Regions from separate parts of the Muntiacus reevesi genome. Here region 1 is linked to region 2. A link is a contact called in public Hi-C data. All regions are on one chromosome and are shown on one strand. Each heading gives the region's core, a stretch centred on a gene start, on an enhancer-like site or on the middle of the called end of the contact. The rest is flanking DNA. Distances are from core to core; before and after follow the strand shown. Region 1 holds the start of LTBP4 (latent transforming growth factor beta binding protein 4). Region 2 holds the start of CCNP (cyclin P).

Region 1 (7,205 bases), core at 1,342-3,841, 270 kb before region 2:
CTATGAGAGAAAGAGACAGAGGCAAAGAACCAATAGAGAGAGACAGATGCAAGGGACCAATAAGGACACGGAGACAGAGACAGAGAGAGAGAAACGGAAGGCCTAGAGACAGCAATAGGCAAGAAAAGGAGAAATAGAAAACAGAGACATAAGTTGGTAGAAAGAGAGAGCAAGGAAAAGGAGACCCAGGGAGCAGAGGGATATGTGCTGGAAATGGCGGGGTTGGGAGCATCTAGCAGGAGAGGGTCACACACTCACGTCAGTGGCTGCCAGTTAAGGGACACCTGTCTCTTCCTCACGCTGGGGCTGGGGCTCGGCAGCTCTGGGGGCCCTGGAGCCAGGCACCGCTGAGGGCCTGCACACTTTTCGGGCCGGCAGCTCCGGATCCTGCAGGAGGCTTCAGAGACAGCCAGGGACTAAGTGGAAAAGGAGGCAACCGAGTTCTTCTTTCATCCAGCTCTCCAGCTGGGGTGAGGGATGAGGAAGGGACCCCCCCACCCCCAGCTCCTCTGCTTCTACCATCTTTCCCCTCCAACCTATACTCCGCCTACAAGAACCCACCTCTAAAGCAGCGGCTCCTCCTGGGCGATCGGCTTGGGCAGCAGCGACAAGCAAGAACACTATAAATAGAGGGATGGAAGTCACTAAGCCCCTAGCACTATAGACCTCCCCAAAGGACAGCGGTGAGGGATAGGGGAGGGGAAGCCAAGATAAGGCTGGAGGGTGCTTGGGGTTGTTATGTGACCAATTTGAGGCACGTCGCTCGATGCCTCAGTTTCCCCATCTGTACAATGGGAGGCAAATTGGTTTGGGTAAAGGTCACAGCAACCTCACGTTTGTTTTTCTTCTGAAGTGTTTGTGGGTAAGGAATTATTGGAAAAGACATTTTAATGTCTTTTTTAAAAATGATTTTTTTTTTTAAAGAGAGAGAGACTCAGAGAAGGTTTCTAAGCGCACTTCCAAGCCGGCTCTGGGAATCTAGAACCCCGCCCTCCCCGCACGTCCCTGTCCTGGACTCAGCCGTCATCCCGCAGTTTGCCGGCAGATGGCGCCACGTCCACAGGCCTCAACGGCTGGGGAGGGAAGTCCTCTTTTGACTGTGGGTCCAGCGGGGTGCAGAGGTGGACAGGGATACAGGAGCCACAGCCCAGCACTGAGAATCCCGAGGCCTGAGTTCTAGCCCGTTCCTGCCCTTCCACGCTGTGTGTCCTGGAGCCAGAGTCTCCTGGTCCCTGGGCCTCAGTTTCCCGCCTGACCACGAGGAAGGAGTCGTTCTTCGGAGGAATCTCCGCGCCGGGAGGGTCTCCGATTCTGGCCGGCGGAGCCCTCAGCTTGGGCGCAAGTGTGTCGCAACCCAGGGGCCCCCCAGACAAATCCATTATTCCCAGGCTAAGGGGGACGAGGGCCGTGGGCGCGTGCGCAGGGCAGGAGAGAGGAGCAGCGGGGGATGCTGCGAAGGGGACGTCGGCCGTATGGACTCTTTTTAGACGGGTGGGGCCCGGTAGAGAAGGGGGCGGCCAGGGTGGGAGCCTCCCTGACCCCCGATCCTGCCGTCATTCCCTCCCGCCTTTTCTCCGGGTTAACCCCTTCCCAGCCCCGCCCCCGGCGCGGCTCGGGTTACTAAACGTATTCGCAGAGACCGAGGCGGGAGCGGAGCCCGGGGCCTTTGTAACGGAGCGCTGGGCCGCAGGGCGGGGGGTGGGGGTACTGGGCAGACTGTTTCCTCCGATCTCGTCACCCGTAGACAGGAAGAGTGGCTATAACTCCCAAATCTATACGAAATTCTGGATCTCTTGCCGCGAAATCACTGGTACCTCATTCAAGCCCGGAATCCTCTAATTCTAGGCAACTAAAGCATCCTTAACCCTCATGAAATCTGAGCACCCCCTCACCACACCTCCGCACAATTTCCCACAAGCCCCTCCGCCATCAACACCAAACTCCAAGTCTTATAGGAAAAGGTCTCTATTAATTAATTCAAGCATTCCCAAACCCCAGAAAACCAGGACGTCTCAACTCCTGCTTAAAGCGCCAAGATAACCTCCCATACTCTTTCTCCTTAAGCATCCCAGAAACCTGGGGACCCCATCCCAGCTCGGCCCCACCCATCTATCATCCTAGGAGAACCCAAAGCCCCATCCCCATACAAACTGGGACCCTGCTCCAAATAAACTCTAGAATTTCCTGGAGCCACATCCGTCTCTACCGCACCGGAGGGGAGTCCCACCGCTTAGAACCCCAATACACCTCGGATTCTAACCCCTACAAAATAGAGGGCCCTAATAAATCCAAGAGCCCTGGTTCTTCATCCCTATCACGAAGCAGTGGGTACATGTTCCCCTAAATCCGAAAGTCCTGGTCTTCCTGGACCGCCAGACTTATTGGGTGGAGGGGGCACAAGGACGAAGGGGCCGCAGCGGGGCTTACCCGGCCGGACGGCCCGGGATCGCCGCGACCTCGACGGCCTGGCTGGGGCTGGGGCCGGCGGCGGAGGCGGCGGTGGCGGCGGCTGCAAGGAGCGGCAGCAGCAGCACCAGCAGGAGGGGGCGGCGGCCGCTGGGGCCAGGCAGCCGCATCGTGTCCGGCGTGGAGTCGGGCTCCAGGCGGCCCGTCTGTCCAGCGGGTCCGGCTCGGCGCTGCCCCGCCTCCCGCCCCCGCCGGAGGTCGACTCATTTTCTCCACAATCCCCCTGTCGCGGGCTGCGAACTTCCCGCCAATCAGAGCCCGGTGCCGCTAGGGGGCGCTGCCTACACGGCCAATCAGGAGACGCCAGGGGTGGGGCTACGTGGACAGGTGCCGGGCGGGGGGCGCTGGGGCCCGAAGTTTTCAATGCCGAGGTGGGTAGTGGCTCAGTGAATCCTGCCTTAAAGGAGAGGCCACAAGTGTGGAGCTGCTGGGGCTCCTCTTAGTCGATGCGTAGGTGGCAGGCGTGAAAGCTTGCTAAGTCGCTTCAGTCGTGTCCGACTCTGTGAGACTTTATGGGCTGTAGCCCGCCAGTCTCCTCTGTCCATGGGATTCTCCAGGCAACAATACTGAAGTGGGTTGCCATGCCCTCCTCCAAGGGATCTTCCCCACCCAGGGATAGAACCTGCGTCTCCTGCATTTCCTGGTTTGCAGGCAGATTCTTTACCGTTGAGACACCTGGGAAGCCGGGTTCCCTTAAACTAGACTCCCTCTGGAAGACCTTATCTCTCGGCTCACAGTCCTGGGAGAAATCCATCAGAATTTGCTCCCCGACGAGGGTAGATTCCGGAAGACCCCACGGGTGCCCACTTCTTACGCGAGAGACTCAGGATTCTGGGGGCTAATTCTAATGCTGCACTGAGCTCCAGGTCCCGCCCCCCGGACAGTACCCCGACTCTACATCCTCCCACAGGATTGGTCCTTTCTCAAGGCCCTGTATTTCAGGGGTTCCAGACTTGACAAACAATAGCTTGTTCCTAGGAAGGTTGTAGCTTCTGCCCCTAATTCTCTGCTCCCCTATTTGCACCCCTCTCCACTCCCCCCCAGAGGGTACCACACCTGCTTCCCTGATTGAATTTTTAAAAGCTGAGAGCACGCTCCCAGAATTGCAGACTTTTTCTCCTTAAAGGATTCTAGTCCCAGGCCTTCTCTGGTGGCTCAGTGGTAAAGAATTCGCCTGCCAAAGCAGGAGACATGGATTTTATCCCCGATCCAGGAAAATCCCACATGCCTCGGAGCAACGAAGCCTGTGCACAACTATTGAGCCTGTGCTCTAGAGTTTGGGAGCTGCAGCTATTGAGTTCACATCCTGCAACTACTGAAGTTCGCATGCTATAGACCCTGTGCCTCACTAGAGAAAAGCCCATGCAGCAATGGAGACCCAGCACAGTCAAAACTAAATATAATTGAAAGGAAAAAAAAAAAAAAAAGAATTCCAGTCCCCTCCCTTTCTAGGGACCTCTACCACTGGGAGCACCAAGTCACAAGGGGCCTTAGTCCCCACCTGCTCCCACTTTAGTGGGTTTAGGGCTCCAAGCCTTGCTCACAACCCTGCAACACAGAGGGTGTCAAGTCCAGCCCAGTCCTTTCATTATAAATTCAAGGCTCCACTTTTCTTGGAATTAAAAACCCCGTCTCTCTTCTTCCAAAGGCATCAGCGCTTTAGAGCCTGAACCCCAGTTCCCCATCCCTTCTCCTTTGAGTTTCAGATCAAATCCTTTCCCACAAGAATTAGGCTGAGGCTCCACACTTAGGGTGCCAAACCCTACCCTCTTCTTGTTCCCCCTCCAGGGGTTCCAAACCCTAAGGTTTCCAGTTCTGTAAGCTTTGCCCCACCCTGAGTAGATCCCAGGCTCCACCCACACAGGGTACCAGGCCTGAGCAAAGGGCTGACCTCAGACTAAGAACAGCAATCAATTCAGCTTTGACCTCATCCCCAACTCCTTCTTCCAAGGGGTGTGCGAGGGGGACAGAGGGTCTCTTCACCCTCCCTCCTTACCTTGAGGCATACGGGCTGACTCACACAGCCACACGCACACAATCACCGCCACCCACAGTCTCCACCCAACACTGCCACCCAGAAGTCTGGACGCACACACACTGTCCAGGACACACAGCCTCTTGTAGCAGTAATGATGGCACTCAGGCCCCACTCAGGGACATCCGTGGGCTGCCCCTGCTCAATGATGGAGTGCCCGGCTCTGCCCACTGAATGTGCTGTGTCCCTGTCTTCGTGTGGCTCCCACGATCCCTGCTAACATGGCCCTGCAGGACGATGTGGCCCTGCTCCCGTTGCCCCCCTCCCCATCTCCTACCCTGTAGCTGGAGCATTTGCTGGGGGCGCTGCCGAAATTTCTCCCTTCTGCTTGGGATTCAGGGCATCTTCAATGCTCGTTGCTAGGCAACAGCCTCTGGCTCACCACTGCAACTTCCGGGGATGGCTTTGGCTTCCCCTCCCCCCAGAATTTGGAGTTCCCAGCTCCCAGTCCCTCCCTATCACTGCTACTATCCCCCAGGGTTGTTTCTATGTCGCTCCTGGATCCTGATCTGATCTCAATCCTTCAGAATCTCTCAGAGTTCTAGAGTCCTGGCATTCCAGAAGCTTCCTCCATTGTATGTGCTCACACACAGGGTTTTACCTTGGTATTAAAAACAAAAACAAACAAATCTCTTTTGTATTCTAGATTTTCTGACATTCTCACCTTCAATTCTAGGATCACTAGTATCCCAAAGCAGTGTTCTGGGTTCCCTGGCATGGAAAAAACTATCTCAATATTCCAGCTCTAAGAGCATCACAAAATACCCGCATATTCTAGAGCACAGACATTCCAGAACACTCATGTTTTAGACTCACTCCCCTTTTAGGGCTCCTCTTCATGTTCTAGATTCTCTGGAAATCCAGAGCCCATTGACGTTATGGATTTCTTAGAATGCAAACCAATCCTCTAGTGATCTAGAAGGGTTGACATTCCAGAATACCCCTATGCTCTAGATTTCCTAGTAATCCAGATTTTTTTCTGTGTCCTATAATTCTCAGCGTTCTAGAATCTCTGGCTTGTAAGACATTCCTACTGGGATAGGCATTCTAGAACACACTTCTGTTCTAGAATCATCAAATTTCCTGGTCTTTTTTCAGAAACTTCTGCAGTCTGGATTCTTTGATAGGCAGGGGAAAAGCCTAACATTATTCATCCACTAACACTATAGAATCTTCTTATGTTCTAGATCCTCTAACATTCTGCCAAGTTACATAAGTTCTGGCATCCCAGAAACTCTGGAATTCTAGAACTAGCACACTCTAAAATCCCTTGTTCTTAGTTGACCCACTTTCTCTTTTTTTCATTGACCCAAGGAAAAGATGCAGAAAACTTTCCTGAGGAGCTGCCAGAGGAATAGGTATTATCTGGAGGAAAACCTCAAGGATGTCAGGCTGGGGCGAGCTGATGCCATCACACCCTCTCTGTTATGAGCAAGACAGGGGTGAAAAACTGGGCAGCCGGGGATATGGATGGGCAAGGTGTTTGCAGCGGTGAGGTTTGGGGCACAAATGTCACCTAGTTGACAGTTTGTGTTTCTGCCAGCCTGTACCTATTCATCCCCGTTTGTGGTAATAGTATCCTGATTCACCTTTAAGGAACTCTTCCTTCACTCTGTCAGCATGGGGCTGACCTCACTGCCTGGCTTGTGAGGATACATGATCCCTGGAAGGACATAATGATTGCTTCAAGAATGGCCAGCTGATTCAGTTTAAACCAATAAGAATCAATCCTGTGATTTTGCTGCTACAAGGAGACACGACAGTCATCATGTACGGATATGAGAGCTGGATCATAATGAAGGTTGAGTGCTGCAGAATTGAGGCTTTTGAACTGTGGTGCCGGAGAAGACTCTTGATAGTCCCTTAAACAGCAAGGAGATCAAACCAGTCAATCTTAAAGGAAATCAACCCTGAATACTCATTGGAAGGACTGATGCTGAAGCTGAAACTCCAATACTTTGGCCACTTGATGTGAACAGCTGACTCATTGGAAAAGACCCTGACGCTGGGAAAGATTGAAGACAGAAGGAGAAGAGGGTGACAGAGGATGAGATGGTTGGATAGCATCATCGATTCAATGGACATGAGTTTGGGCAAATTCTGGGAGATGGTGAGGGATAGGGAAGCCTGGCGTGCTGCAGTCCATGGGGTCATGAAGAGCTGGACACGACTTGGAGACACAACAACAACAGAGACAAAAAGTTGCTAAGGAGCTATGTGGAGTCATCTTGGCACAGAGCGGGGAAAACCTGACTGAGAATGATCTCAGAGGAGACCAAAGTCAAAGGATGGAAAGACATTCCGGATGAGTATTTGAGCCCTGGATCCAGCCATGCCTGAAGCCAGAGTGTAAACCAATTCCCCCTCTTCACTTAAAGTGAGAGAGACAGATATCCCTGAATCTACAGCCAAGGACCTGATGGGGTACTGCTTCTCTCTTGCCCTTTCCCTAGGGGTCCCCAAACCCTCTAAGAATGTAACCAAAGCAATGGCAGTGAGAACTTTATTAAGGAAGGGTGACTTTGGCTCCAGACAAGGGAGATGGTGGAGATCTTGTAACAGAGGAGGCCCTGGCCCTCAACCCAGGGCTCTGACAGGAAGTGAGGGAGGCACCCGAGTCCCCCAGGACCTGGATATCCCAAGGCACCATGGCAGCTGTGTTCAGAAGGAAGTTTCATTCAGCTTCATCTTGGGGGGCGCGAGG
Region 2 (6,820 bases), core at 2,696-5,195:
ACACCAGTAGGCCGTGCTGGGTCATTGGTAGAAACGAGATCCTTTCTCAGCTTCTGTTTTGCCTCTGAGGGACTCCTTGTGGACACTGTTATCACACCTCCAGCCGCTTCACAAACTTCTTTCTCCAGGTGGAGGTGCCTCAGCCAACTCAGCTGCCCCCCGCCCCCCCCCCCCCCATGGCAAACATTTACTTTCCAGTTTGTTTGCTGCTGTCAGCAATAATGTAATAAACCTCAGTGTAACAATCCATCATACTGCGCTTGTGCTTTTAAAATTTTTGTGGCCTACATTCTAGAGTTGCTGTATTTTAATACATGTCAGATAGCTTTTCCCCAAAGTGTAGCGATTGGAGTGTTTTAAATTTTTAATTTTGAAGTAACTGCGGGTCCTTTGAAAACTTTTGAAACTTTCAAAATTAGTACCACAGTGATTCTAGGACTGGAGCAGGAAATGTTCAAGATGAATTCAGAGCATCTTGTGCTGGAACGTAAGGACCTGCTGAAACCAAAACCTCACTGATGGGGCAGGTGAAGGGGCATGGGAGCCAAGGGGGAATATCCCCCAGTGGCCACAGGTGAAAGCAATTTGAGCAACAATAAATAGCATAATACTGGTTTACCAAGGGGTAAAATAAATGAGTCTGTGCTGATGGCAATGACATATGGTGGGAAGAGACATACCTGCACAGACTTCCAGATAATTTCTGTAGATACTCTGCCTCCAAGTGGGGGAAACACCACCACCACCACTACCACCATTCCTCTGATACGGGCTGCAAAGACACTTCCAAAGCACAGTGTGAAAAGTGGGGGAAGGTAGCTTTCCAGTGGAGAAAGTGAAGCTATGTCAGCCAGGTGATCAAGGTCAACATCACAGTAGTGGATCATGTGGGCAGTGTGCGCCTTTGATAGGCGATTAGAATGTTACTTTACCCCTGGGCTCTTTCTCCCTAAAACGCATACTCTCGATCTAATCGAAGATAGCCACCAGAAAAATTCCAACTGAGGAATGTTCTGCAAAAGACCTAACCACAGGTTCTTAGAATTGTCAAGGTTCCAAAAAAGGAAGCCTAAGAAGCCGTCAACCAAAGGAAGCCAATGAGGTCCTAGGACAGCGAAGACACTAGGTAAAAATTCAGGAAGCCTGAAGAGTGCATGGGTTTGATAATACTGTGTCCATACTGGCTTACTAAATTGTGACAAAGAGGCCAAACTAAAGTATTCATAGGGGAAAGTGAGTATGGGGTATATGGGAACTCTGTCCTCTTTACAACTTTCCATGAATCTCCAAAATTTTATTTTTAAAAAATACAAAGAATTTTCACCTGCCCTTCCCGGAGGTTCCCCGTGACATCCTGCGTTGACTTCGCCCCCTATATATTTATATGTCTGTCCCCATACCAGCACATTCTCTTAACCACAGTCTAGTTACCAAAGTTCAGAAGTTAACATTGAGACAACGATTTTCTCTTGGACCTTAATCAGATTTTCATTAATGATCACATTAGGGTCCCTGAATACAAAAGAAAATAAGTCCTGGCCAACGACTCAGTCCAGACTTAACGTGTTGCATTTCCACTGTCTGGTTTGAAGCTCACAGGACAGTTACTTGGCAGTGTGGCTGTGCTTACTCGCTTCAGTCGTGGCTGACTCCATGGCCCCCTGGACTGTGGACCACCAGACTCCTGTCCATGGGATCCCAGCAAGAATACTGGAGAGGGTGGCCATGCCCTCCTCCAGGGGATCTTCCTGGCCCAGGGATCGAACCTGTCTCCTGCCTTACAGGCAAATCCTTTACCCACTGAGCCACCTGGGAAGCCTAGTTGTTTTGAAGAATGCTTCTTGATCAGGGTTTGTGGTCTGATGTTTCTTTGTGGTTATATGTAAGCTATTTGTGAAAGAACTTCCTTGAAATGAGGTGCCCTTCTTGGTATATCCTATCAGGAAGTATATAGGCAATCTGTTCTGTTTCTGGTGATGACAAATTCCTCAGTTAAGGTGTCTGTCAGATATCATCTCTGTAAAGTTACTACTTTCCCCTTGTAGTAATTTTGTTACAGCATATGTCATTTTATTGTGCTTCACAGAGACTGCATTTTTTTGTTGTTACAAACTGAAGGTTTGTGGCAACCCTGTTTTCAGATGATGATTAGCATTTTTTTTCAATAAAGTATTTTAAAATTAAGGTATGCACATTTTTTTCTTTAGACATAATACTGTTGCACACAATAGACTAGTGTACACAACTTTTACATACACTGGGAAACAAGACAAAATGTGTATGACTCACTTTGTTGCAATATTTGCTTTACTGAGGTGGTCTGGAACCAAACCCGCACTATGTCTGAGGTCTGCCTCCCACTGCGTAGAGGTCCTCTGAGCATATACATATCCCGGTTCTCATTGGGTTCAGGCAACAGGAACGGCAAGTGCAAAGGTCCTGAGGCAGGCAGGTGTCTGATGTGTTTGGGGAACATAAAGACAGAGTGTCTCAAGGAGTGAAAGCATAGGAAGAGTAGAAGGAAATGAGGTTAAACAGGTAACAATGGACCAAAAGGACCTTGGGCCCAAGGTAAGATGTTTGAGTTTTAAGTATGACTGGAAGCCACTGGTCCAGCATCTCACACTCTTTGTTCACTTTTCCCACCTCGCTGACCTCTCCCTGCCTGAAAATAGCAAGCTCTCCTGCCTCAGGGTCTTTGCTCATGCTTCCCCCACCCACCCACCCACCCCCACACACACACACACCTGGAACATTCTATCCTCTATCTGCATTTCTGGCTCCTCTTACAGGTTTCAGTTTCAACATAACCTCCTCAGAGAGGCCCTTCCTGTGTGTTCACTCATTCATTCAACAAATATTAATGTACTGACACTGGCAAGTCGCCTTGAGGCACTGAGAATGCAGCAATAAAAACAAAACCTAGACAGGCCCTGCCCTCATGGGGTTCACAGTCTAGTCAGGAGGGAGACAGCAAGTAAGGCAGTAAATGCTAAGGCAAGAGTATGTGCATAGAATGGGAACAGGAGATGCTCAGGATGTCGCTTTTCATGCAGAAGGAGGTATCTGAGGAAACACTTTGCAGGAGGTGAAGGATCTCTGAGGGAGGAGGTTCCAGACAGAGGGAACAGCCAGTGCAAAGGCCCTGAGGTAGAATTGTGTGTGGTGTGGGTGAGGCTGAGCCAGGAAGCCAGTGTGATGGGAGAGGAGTGAGTGAGGGGGATAGGAGATGGGCTCGAAGGTATGTTTGGGGGTGGGAGATGATATAGGGCCTCTTGGACTTTCAACTTGAGGGCTATGGGAGCCCGCAATGTTTTGAACAGAGGCAGAGGATGATGTGATGTATTAGGGGTCACAGCATCGTTTCTAGCTGCACAATGGGTGGCGATTGTGGACGGTGGCTACAGGAAAAGCAGTGAAGAGGCCCCTGCACTAACCCAGACTGATCGTCGGTGACTCGTGAGGATCAGCTCCACTGGAAGCTGTGGGTTTGGTAAAGGCAACGACCATGGGCTCATCCCTGAATACCCACCACAGGGGACAGAGGCCTTCTATCAGTGTTTGTTACGATTTTATAGCTCCCGTGCCTTGAGCTTTTAAGGTTTTAATCCCTGTGCTGTACATTTAACAATCTTACAAATTCCTCAGGACCACTGTGTCGGGTAAGTTTTGAAATCCCTACTCTATCGCTGAGGAGAGTGAGGCTCACAGGGCCGGCTTTTGATCACATAGTAAGTAGCAGAAAGAGGGTTTGAACCATCTGCCCGACCTAGAGAGTTTGGATGGGGCAAAGCCAGCCTGTGTAGCATTTCGTCTTTGCCTCTGCACCTGCCCAGGCGAAGCGTGCTCAGCACGCATGCGCCCATGCGCATTTAAAGCACCTGTCGCGGGTCCTCCACTCCAGCAGGAAGAGGCAGGCGCTCGGCTTGACGCCAGCTCAAAGGATGCTGGTGAGATACAGGAGCCAGGTTCCCACCTCTCTGCTTGGGCCTCTCCAGGCTCTTGACCCCAGCCCCTCTCCCTTGCAGAGTCCAAACGCGTCCCTTGACCCAGAACCTCGGAGCACCTCAATCCCTGACGGCGTCCCGGGGGGCAGGAGCATCTCCCCAAGACGCCCGGAGAGGTCCCTGGGGCCTTGCGCGCCACCGGGGCTGGAGGAGGCTCTGAGCGCGCTGGGGCTGGAGGGAGAACGTGAGTACGCCAGGGACATCTTCGCCGAAGTCATGGTGAGTGGGGGTGGGGTGGGGTGGGGAGAACACTCGTGGACCAGCGGGCTTTGGGCAACTCTAACGCCGCCCACATCTGTGGAGGGTAGCAGAGGCGACGTTCGGGTTGGAGGAAGCCAAAGCTGACTCTCTCTCGCAGCACCCACTCAACAAGTCTTCCCTAACTCCCACCTCACCAGCCTCTCACGTCACTTCCCGCTGACTTTGCAGCCTTTGTAGCGCTGCCACCCACAACTTCTTGGCCTTTTTCTCTTGCACTGTACCTGTGTGGAATGCCCTTTCCCAGCCTCCCTAGCTGTTTGCAGCCCCTCCTTTGGTACTGCGTAGACCCTCACATTAACCCACTTATCAATGATTCAGTGAGTTATTAACAAATGTTTCTGAGCGTGTTCTAGGCACTGGGGATGCTGTGATGGACAACACAAGACAGTCTGCCTCAATGAGCGGAGACAAACAAGCAAATGTAGGCGATAATTTCAGAAGGGCCACAAAAACCAAAACGTAGGCTATGGTTGTCCCCAGATACTGTCTGAGACAGGCATTGCCAGAAGAAATACTGAAGGGATGCGGTTTATTTAACATCTTGTGAGCATCTCTCCCACCCCAGGGTCTCTGTTAGGAACCAAAAAATAGCTGTGATCTGGACAGAAATCCCTGCCCTGCTGCCAGTCTAGTGGGGGCAAAAAGACAAAACTTTGAAGTAAACACTAGATATCTCCAGGCTGAAAATACCATGAGTAAAATAAAGCGATGAGATAGAGAAGATAGGGTGCACGGAAAAGTATATAAAAAGTTGGGGAAATTTTAGCTGAGACTGGAAGGACTGAGAAGTCAGAAATGCAAGGAGTGGGGAATGACCATTTCAACTGGCACATAAGTGCAAAGGTCCTGAGGTAGGAATGAGGCTGGCAGAGTCCAGGACCAAAAGAAGTAGCTTAAGTGTGGGTTTTGGGGGGAGAGAGGGGATAGGTGATGCTGGAGCAGGGCCGGAGTCAGGGCAATTAGGATTTTCTCTTAAGGGTACTGAAAGCCACAGAAGGGTTTTAAGCTGGAGAGTTCCTTGGTCAGATTTATACTTTAGAAAGACCCTCTGGGTGCTCTGAGGATGGGTTGAGGGTTGGTGATTAAGACTGGAGTCTGGGAACCCAGCAGAAGATGCCCAGTAATGAAGTCCTGTGGCCTTGGGGGCTAGACTGGAGAGCTGGAAAATGAGGTGTCCAGAACAAAGTCCAGGGTTCTAGATGGGGACACGCAAGAGGAGTGTATCCGCAGGAGACGTTGGAGGCCAGTTTGTATGTGGCACTCGTGACGGACAAGGAGACTGGAGCACCCAGGGCTGGAGCCCGGGAGGGAAACCAAGGCACAGGTGTGGAGACTGATGCCGCCCTTGCCCGACCGCAGGTGTGCCGTGCGCTGCCCCCGAGGGCCCTGCCCCGCACCGTGACCCCGGAAATGCGCGCGCTAGTGGTGGATTGGCTGGTTCAGGTGCACGTACGTAACCGGGAGGGGGCAGGGAGGGGCCTGCGTAGCGGTCTAGAACCTTGGTGCTCACTAACCCCCCGCTCCCCAGGAGTACCTGGGTCTGGCGAGGGACACGCTCTACCTGGCCGTGCACCTGCTTGATTCCTACTTGCGCGCGGGCCGAGTGCGCCTACACCGCCTGCAGCTGCTGGGCATGGCCTGTCTGTTCGTGGCATGCAAAGTGGAAGAGTGCGTGCTTCCCGAGGTACTTCCGGGGCGGGGCTTGGGAGGGTGAAGCCCTTCCTCCCCGCCTCACAGATTAAACGCCTAGTGTGTGCCAAGCAAGCACTTTACCTAGTCTTAGAATCCCAGCATGTCTCTATGTGGTAGAGGCTACCAATGTGTCCTTTTAACAGAGGAAGAGACTGAGGCCCAGACAGAGGAAGATATTCGCCAGAAGACAAGCATTTGGGACTTGGACTCAGTCTTACAGTAGCTATAGTCCTTCTTGAGTGTATTTAACATGCATAAACTCAGTGACTTATCAGAACTGCCTGGTGAAACAGGAAGTCATATCTCCGGTTTTATGTGAAGACACTGAATCTCAGAGAGCTTCAGTGGATGTCCATGTCAGACCGTGAGCAAACGTTAGGATTTGAAGTCAGGAACCCAAGTCTATCTGGCTGTGAAGCCTCTGCTTTCCATGACTTCCAGACAGCAAATCAATGGCCCCATTTTACAGACCAGAAACAGAGGCCCAGAACGGGGATTGAAAGATCCCAGGCGCTCAAGTGCAGGGCTTAACGAGCGAGGGTCCAAGATTTCCCCACCTCTTTCCCCCCCCCAATTCCCAGCCCTCCTCCCTCTGTCTCCTGGGCGCTGGCTCCTTCTCGCGGGCCGAGCTTCTGCGCGCGGAGCGCCGCATCTTGAGCCGCTTGGATTTCCGGCTGCACCATCCGGGCCCGCTACTTTGCCTCGGGTTGCTTGCTGCGCTGGCCCGGAGCGGCCCCCAGGTGCAAGGGGCAGGAACGCGGCGCGGCCTCGTGGGTAGGGGCGTGGCGTGGCCTCGCGGGTAGGGGCGTGGCTTGTGCGGGCGGGCGGGGCCTCGCGTGTAGGGGCGTGGCTTGCGCGGG

Evidence for each region. Hi-C and Micro-C count contacts between places; a contact is called where the count stands out from the background.
Region 1: a contact with region 2 is called in a Hi-C map of blood, with 2.3 times the contacts expected there. The contact joins the promoter of LTBP4 here to the promoter of CCNP in region 2. A contact is called at or near these places in 2 of 3 Hi-C or Micro-C datasets (blood and muscle).

Annotation. Positions count from the first base shown.
Region 1 is chr2:261,750,499-261,757,703 of mMunRee1.1, reverse strand. LTBP4 (latent transforming growth factor beta binding protein 4) reads right to left here and starts at 2,591. Exons shown (of 33, transcript XM_065926130.1): 1 at 2,428-2,591; 2 at 562-620; 3 at 259-397. The coding sequence starts at 2,576. It overlaps SHKBP1 (SH3KBP1 binding protein 1), which reads right to left. Exons shown (of 17, transcript XM_065926129.1): 17 at 6,997-7,205. The coding sequence ends at 7,163.
Region 2 is chr2:261,480,023-261,486,842 of mMunRee1.1, reverse strand. CCNP (cyclin P) reads left to right here and starts at 3,945. Exons shown (of 6, transcript XM_065919364.1): 1 at 3,945-4,226; 2 at 5,628-5,717; 3 at 5,797-5,952; 4 at 6,542-6,700. The coding sequence starts at 3,945. It overlaps AKT2 (AKT serine/threonine kinase 2), which reads left to right. Exons shown (of 14, transcript XM_065926109.1): 14 at 1-98.